Regions from separate parts of the Oncorhynchus mykiss genome. Here region 1 is linked to region 2. The links are chromatin contacts, called in public Hi-C maps. All regions are on one chromosome and are shown on one strand. The core of a region is the stretch at or near the end of the contact, and the rest is flanking DNA. Distances in the headings are between cores, read along the strand shown.

Evidence for each region. Hi-C and Micro-C count contacts between places; a contact is called where the count stands out from the background.
Region 1: a Hi-C map of liver shows a contact between it and region 2, with 9 times the contacts expected there. The contact joins the promoter of parp12a here to the promoter of rxylt1 in region 2. A contact is called at or near these places in 2 of 3 Hi-C or Micro-C datasets (blood and liver).

The regions. Positions count from the first base shown.
Region 1 is chr1:42,292,677-42,296,458 of USDA_OmykA_1.1, reverse strand. It overlaps parp12a (protein mono-ADP-ribosyltransferase PARP12), which reads right to left and starts at 1,440. Exons shown (of 12, transcript XM_021601474.2): 1 at 1,011-1,440; 2 at 1-124. The coding sequence starts at 1,327.
Region 2 is chr1:42,123,570-42,127,280 of USDA_OmykA_1.1, reverse strand. It overlaps rxylt1 (ribitol-5-phosphate xylosyltransferase 1), which reads right to left and starts at 1,391. Exons shown (of 6, transcript XM_021601454.2): 1 at 782-1,391; 2 at 394-573; 3 at 133-235; 4 at 1-15. The coding sequence starts at 929.

The DNA of each region.
Region 1 (3,782 bases), core at 191-2,690, 170 kb before region 2:
GTAGGGGTCATTCTGCAGCAGTAGTGGAAACAGCTCTGCCTCCCCCAGCTCATGGTGATCCACACTCCTTATAAGAGCTGTGTTGTGTGGGGAATCTAGACTGTGGGCATTTTTGCACTTGTTCCTTGAGTTTAAAGAGAAATGCGAACAATGTAAGTACATTGACAAAATATGAGCAAATTAAACCAAGACAACAGAAGAGTCACATTACTAACTTTCAAGCATTAGTCAGGTCAACAAATGCTGTTGGCTCCTCAGCAAAAATATGTTGTTGTTATATCTATTCACTAACTAGTCCAATCAAAGCTTATATCTGATACTCATTGCTTGAGATACCAAATAAATGAGTCACAGGGCCAGTTACAACAGGTGTGTTTGTGGTCAAAGTGTAACAATAACAGATTCTACACCCGAATTATCAACATACATTACTAAATTCGGTTTACCACTTAGGTAAAAATGTTTTTATATTGGATATTCAGTTCTCTCTGTCAATAGCATGTAAACAAATCGTGCCGTGACTATGAAAGTGATATATTCTGAATCAAGGGAAGATGGAGAAAATCCACACCTTTTTTGTTGTTGAAATGTATATTTTATTTTTCTGGATTTCAATCTTCAATAGCTCTTAAATAAAGCGTGCCGTGACTATGAAAATTATATATCCTGGATCATGGGAAGATGGAGAAAACTCCATCCTCCATCTCCCTTGATTCAGAATACATGATTTTCATAGTCACGGCACGCTTTGTTTTAAGAACTATTCAAGATTTTAATTCCATTTTGTTATTAAAAATAAAAGTAGTGGATTGTTCACCATTCACCTGGTACAGAATATACAATTTGTATAGCCATAGTATGCCTGGTTCAATAGCTATTGATGAGAGAACCGAATATCCAATATAAAACTAATTTGACCTCAGTATTTACCTATGATATGAAACATCTGCAGTTCCACTATGAGATAAAAAAAAATATATGTTTATAGTCTCACAGAACATGACACCTACCCGAACCTGCAGTTACCGCATACAAAGTATCTGCACAAGTGTAAGTTCTCGCAATGAAGACAATCGCCAGGAGGGCTTTGACAGACTCGCAGTGAAGTCTTTGCAACAATAACACTGTTCTGGCTTATAGCGAGACGCGAGGCCTTTCCTTCGCCTTTACTGATGGCATATTTTCCTCTGTCACAAAGTATTCCAAGTAGGACGTCATCTGCAACAGTGAACTTTTGACCAACGATCCGGTCAAGCTGCTTGAAGTCCAAGCATCCTTGATTTCCACACAGAATTTGTGTTACATATCGAGACACGACAGACGACATCGTGTTTCGGTCGGGGAAATTATATTTTTTGATCCTCACCTCACCCAACTTGCAATTGGACGTCAGTCACGCTTCCGGAGAAACGAAACTCAAAGTCAAAGCCCTTTAAAACTGGTTCCACAGGATTTCACAGCCATAACGTCAAAACGTTCTATAATATTGTAAAAATTAATGAAAAAAAATATAATTATGTATTTTTGGTTAGGCACAAGGTTAGCAGTGAGGTTAAGGTTAGGTTTAACATTTAAAGTAGATATAGGCGGGGTTTATGACTGTGGAAGCTAGTGACCAGCTCCTAGTGACGACACTTTAAACCTCTGCTTTCAACATGGACAATTTGGTAGTTGTTGAAAATTCACACCACCAGGTCCTCTGTTTATATGACCAACATAGGATTTTGCATAACCTCTGCTTTTTATTCCACTGTGTTATGTAAAACATGAAATACATAAATTCATGTAATAATACCTAATGGTCACACGATGGCAGTACAGTATAGCAATGAACAATAGACCTCCGCAGGCAACTTTTGTTACCTGTCAAGTTGCTTCTACAAAGTATTGACTCAGGGGTGTGAATACTTATGTAAATGAGAAATTTCTAATAAATTACTAAACATTTGTAAAAACTTGTTTTCACTTTGTCAATATGGGGTATCGTGTGTAGGTGGTGGATAATAAAATATTGAATTCAGTCTGTAGCACAGCAAAATGTGGAGTAAGTCAAGGGGCATGAATACTTTCGGAATGAACTATAAAGCAGCAGCACTAAATCTACGTCAGATTTAAATATGGACTAGCCGCTAGAGAATAAGGAACTGAATTGCATTTACTATATGTAACACCTTAATTTGCGTGCATTGAATGGTGTGGTTTATTCTTATGGACTTTCAAACATATCAGCAGCTTAGGTCTTATACAGTTGAAGTCTGAAGTTTACATATACCTTAGCCAAATATATTTAAACTCAGTTTCACAATTCCTGAAATGTCATCCTAGTAAAAATTCCCTGTCTTAGGTCAGTTAGGATCACCACTTTATTTTAAGAATGTGAAATGTCAGAATAATAGTAGAGAGAATGATTTATTTCAGATTGTATTTCTTTCATCACATTCCCAGTGCGTCAGATGCTTACATACATTCAATTAGTATTTGGTAGCATTGCCTTTAAATTGTTTAACTTGGGTCAAACGTTTCAAGTAGCCTTCCACAAGCTTCCCACAATAAGTTGGGTGAATTTTGGCCCATTCCTCTTGACATAGCTGGTGTAACTGAGTCATGTTTGTAGGCCTTCTTGCTCACACACACACTTTTTCAGTTCTGCCCACAAATGTTGTATAGGATAGAGGTCAGGGCTTTGTGATGGCCACTCCAATACCTTGACTTTGTTGTCCTTAAGCCATTTTGCCACAACTTTGGAAGTATGCTTGGGGTCATTGTTCATTTGGAAGACACATTTGCGACCAAGCTTTAACTTCCTGACGGATGTCTTGAGATGTTGCTTCAATATATCCACATAGTTTTCCATCCTCATGATGCCATCTATTTTATGAAGTGCACCTGTCCCTCCTTCAGCAATGCACCCCCACAACATGAATCTGCCACCCCTGTGCTTCACAGTTGGGATGGAGTTCTTCGGGTTGCAAGCCTCCCCCTTTTTCCTCCAAACATAACAATGGTCATTATGGCCAAACAGATCTATTTTTGTTTCATCAGACCAGAGGACATTTCTCCAAAAAGTAAGATTTTTTTCCCCCATGTGCAGTTGCAAACCGCAGTCTGGCGTTATTGTGGCAGTTTTGGAGCAGTGACTTCTTCCTTGTTGAGCGGCCTTTTAGGTTATGTCAGTATATGACTCGTTTTACTGTGAAAATAGATAGTTTTGTACCGGTTTCCTCCAGCATCTTCCCAGGGTCCTTTGCGGTTGTTCTGGGATTGATTGGCACTTTTCACACCAAAGTATGTTCATCTCTAGGAGAGAGAACGCATCTCCTTCCTGAGCGGTATGACAGCTGTGTGGTCCCATGGTGTTTATACTTGCGTACTATTGTTTGTACAGATGAACGTGGTACCTTCAGGTGTTTGGAAATTGCTCCTAAGGATGAACCAGACTTTTTCTGAGGTCTTGGCTGATTTCTTTTGATTTTCCCATGATGTCAAGCAAAGAGGCACTGAGTTTGAAGGTCGGCCTTGAAATACATCCACAGGTAAACCTCCAATTAACTCAAATTATGTCAATTAGCCTATCAGAAGCTTCTAAAGCCATGACATCATCTGGAATTTTCCAAGCTGTTACATACACTAAGTTGACTGTGCCTTTAAACTTCCGACCCACTGGAATTGTGATACTGTGAATTATAAGTGAAATAATCTGTCTGTAAATAATTGTTGGAAAATGTGTCATGCACACAGTAGATGTCCTAACCAACTTGACAAAACTATAGTTTTTTTGAACA
Region 2 (3,711 bases), core at 142-2,641:
GGACCTGTGTAGAAACTATAGATAGACAGACAGAGAGAGAGATGGTGGGGTGGAGGGCTGTCAGAATAGCTGACATCAGCTAGATCATATGCATCTTATATTGTGATTGGAGTCTCATTTGTGATGCCTTACCTGAAATCTATCTTTCCCACTTGTATCTCCCCCTCTCTCCACTGTGCTTGTATGTCGGTGGGGTTGAGGGGACCTTCTAAAATATGTTCCCAAAGGTAAAGTCCTGATAGAAGAGAGAAGTTACTTCAGAGGGACAATATCCATAAGAATGTTTTTTACTCCATAATGTAACCTAACATTGTAAGAGGAAGCATCAAACAACAAAAAGATACCAAGCAATATTGTACAACTTATCACAGAAGATCCGTAAAAAGGCATTACCTATGGCCGCTTTCCCCCAGATTTGAACTTTGTATCTCTTGGGCCTGTTCTTGTCAATGCGCTCCTGGTATTGTCTGAAAGCCTCCCTCTGTTTGTGCAGAGCAGAAAGTGCATTAGCCTGCTCATCCTCCCAAGGGTTCCACACATCATCCCCAATGTAAGGAGCCACAACACCACCACCTGTAATCACCAAAACAACAGTACAATAACACTTATTGGAGCTAGCTAGTTAGTGGTTTTCAAATAGCCAATTTACATGACCAGTCCATAACCATGTGAGGGTATTCACGTGTTGACTGTATATTCTCATCTACAACATTGGACATGACCCGCAAACTATGGACAGTGAGTTTATTTTGTCAGATATGTAGCTAGCTAGGTAATTTACCTGAGGTTGCGACTGTAATTTTCTTCACCACTCTGTGGACACGGGTGATCACCTTCGTATTAAAAAATACATTGTATGCAGCATACAAGGAAAACACCACATACACGAAAACTATCAGGATGAATATTTTTCTGTGATGTTTTTTCATGTTTTCCTTCTCACGTTACCATTCTGCACTCGAGTATCAGTTAAAGTGACCAATCTCTGTACAGCTTGTTGTCTCGGAAACACTGAGAAAGCAATCAAAAGCGACTGTTTACAGTTCAAGGACCCAGCTCAAAGGCTGGCATAAGATTTGCCGGAGAAAAATGATTCCCCTTTTGGAATTAATCTACGTGAAGCATGTTCTTCTTATCGTCAAACAGAACCGATTTTTATTTTGATAAATAAAACGACTCGTGTGGCATAATTGACATTAAATACAAAACAAATTGCTTACAAAGATGTTATAAGAATTGAGACTGCGCGCTGAAACATAATCCCGGATGTTACCCAGGGCGTACCTAAGGCGGATCGAGCTGACAGTTAAGGCAAAGACAGAAACTGCTCTCCTTTATAAATCCACTATCACGCTCGTAGGCGATGTCATGGCGACGTTGGCTTGCGAAACTCATGCACAGAAACACGTAATCGGGTCTAACGGTCGACACACGCCAAACTGCGCATGTGCATTCCATCAAATCAAAGGCAATCCAATATAAAATAGTGTTTGACGAAAATGAAAAGGTGCAGTTGGAATGTCATCAAACACATGGAAACCATGTGTTTGATGTATTTGATAACATTCCACATATTCAGCTCCAGCCATTAATCCGAGCCCACCCTCCCCAATTAAGGTGCCACCAACCTCCTGTGGTTTCCATCCCAATTTTTTTATGTGAGTAAAGTCACACCATCCCCAGCAAAAAATCAAAACAGCTGTGATGGAAACAGGTATTTTCGGTACAATTTTATAAATACAGACAGATAATTTGTTCATTCGACATGGTGGGGTCTTCTTGTGTTGGTCAAATTAATAATGCGAGAAATGGTGGTGGAACGCCTTTATGCGCAAATATTGATATAATAACCATCATATCAAAGTAAATTTGGAGTCACGCGATGGTATGGTGTGTGTTCCTCCCGCTATGACTTGGGAAACCATGCAGTTTATTAGGCTACAGATTAAATACATGATAATGAATTTCACAGGGAGGTGAAAGTGCACAGGGGGTCTTGATGCTCCTTTCCAATAAATATTGAGGGTTTTATATTGGTGACATGATGATTGATGCTTGACTGCCTTTTGACAAATAAAAATATGCATAATAATCTCATCATGTAGACCAGGGGTGTCAAACACATACCACGGAGGGCCTAGTGCGTGCAGGTTTACTGTTTTCCCTTTCAATTAAACCCTAGGTGTGGGGAGTTCCTTACTAATTAGTGACCTTGATTAATCAATCAAGTACAAGGGAGCAGTGAAAACCCGCAGATGGACTTTTGAAGTGAAGAGTTTAGATTTTTGTAGCAAAGCACCGTTAAAAGGTGTCATCTCTGACGTTACGTTGGATGTGGAGGCCTCGTGGTTACGAGGAGCATACCAAGAGTAGTTGGAGCACACCGAATGAACCGTGTAGTGGATGGGGGAAAAGAAGAAAGCCTGTCAGTATTATTTCTGTTTGACGAAGAGTATCTCCCTTCACATGTCAAAGTGGGGATATGTTAAGATATGCGACGAAAGCTTTTGTGTTCAAGCCGTTTTGCCGAAATTGCTAAAGGTATGGACATGTATCAAGTGTGTGCCGAAGGAATGTTCTTGAAGAATCTGAGGGTGTACAATGTTGTAATTGTGATGGCAACCATGTTCTCAATTCCCCGGAGTGCCCGGGTTGGGATAAAAGAGTATGAAGTGGCAAGGGTCAGGGCTATACAGCAGGTCTCCTACACGGAGTGTCAGGGCTATACAGCAGGTCTCCTACACGGAGGGTCAGGGCTATACAGCAGGTCTCCTACACGGAGGGTCAGGGCTATACAGCAGGTCTCCTACACGGAGTGTCAGGGCTATACAGCAGGTCTCCTACACAGAGGGTCAGGGCTATACAGCAGGTCTCCTACACGGAGGGTCAGGGCTATACAGCAGGTCTCCTACACGGAGGGTCAGGGCTATACAGCAGGTCTCCTACACGGAGGGTCAGGCTATACAGCAGGTCTCCTACACGGAGGGTCAGGCTATACAGCAGGTCTCCTACACGGAGGGTCAGGGCTATACAGCAGTTCTCCTACACTGAGGGTCAGGGCTATACAGCAGGTCTACTACACGGAGGGTCATGGCTATACAGCAGGTCTACTACACGGAGGGTCAGGGCTATACAGCAGGTCTCCTACACGGAGGGTCAGGGCTATACAGCAGGTCTCCTACACGGAGGGTCAGGGCTATACAGCAGGTCTCCTACACGGAGGGTCAGGGCTTTACAGCAGGTCTCCTACACGGAGGGTCAGGGCTATACAGCAGGTCTCCTACACGGAGGGTCAGGGCTATACAGCAGGTCTCCTACACGGAGGGTCAGGGCTTTACAGCAGGTCTCCTACACGGAGGGTCAGGGCTATACAGCAGGTCTACTACACGGAGGGTCATGGCTATACAGCAGGTCTACTACACGGAGGGTCAGGGCTATACAGCAGGTCTCCTACACGGAGGGTCAAGGCTATACAGCAGGTCTCCTACACGGAGGGTCAGGGCTATACAGCAGGTCTACTACACAGAGGGTCAGGGCTATACAGCAGGTCTCCTACACGGAGGGTCAGGGCTATACAGCAGGTCTACTACACAGAGGGTCAGGGCTATACAGCAGGTCTACTACACGGAGGGTCAGGGCTATACAGCAGGTCTACTACACGGAGGGTCAGGGTATACAGCAGGTCTACTACACGGAGGGTCAGGGCTATAC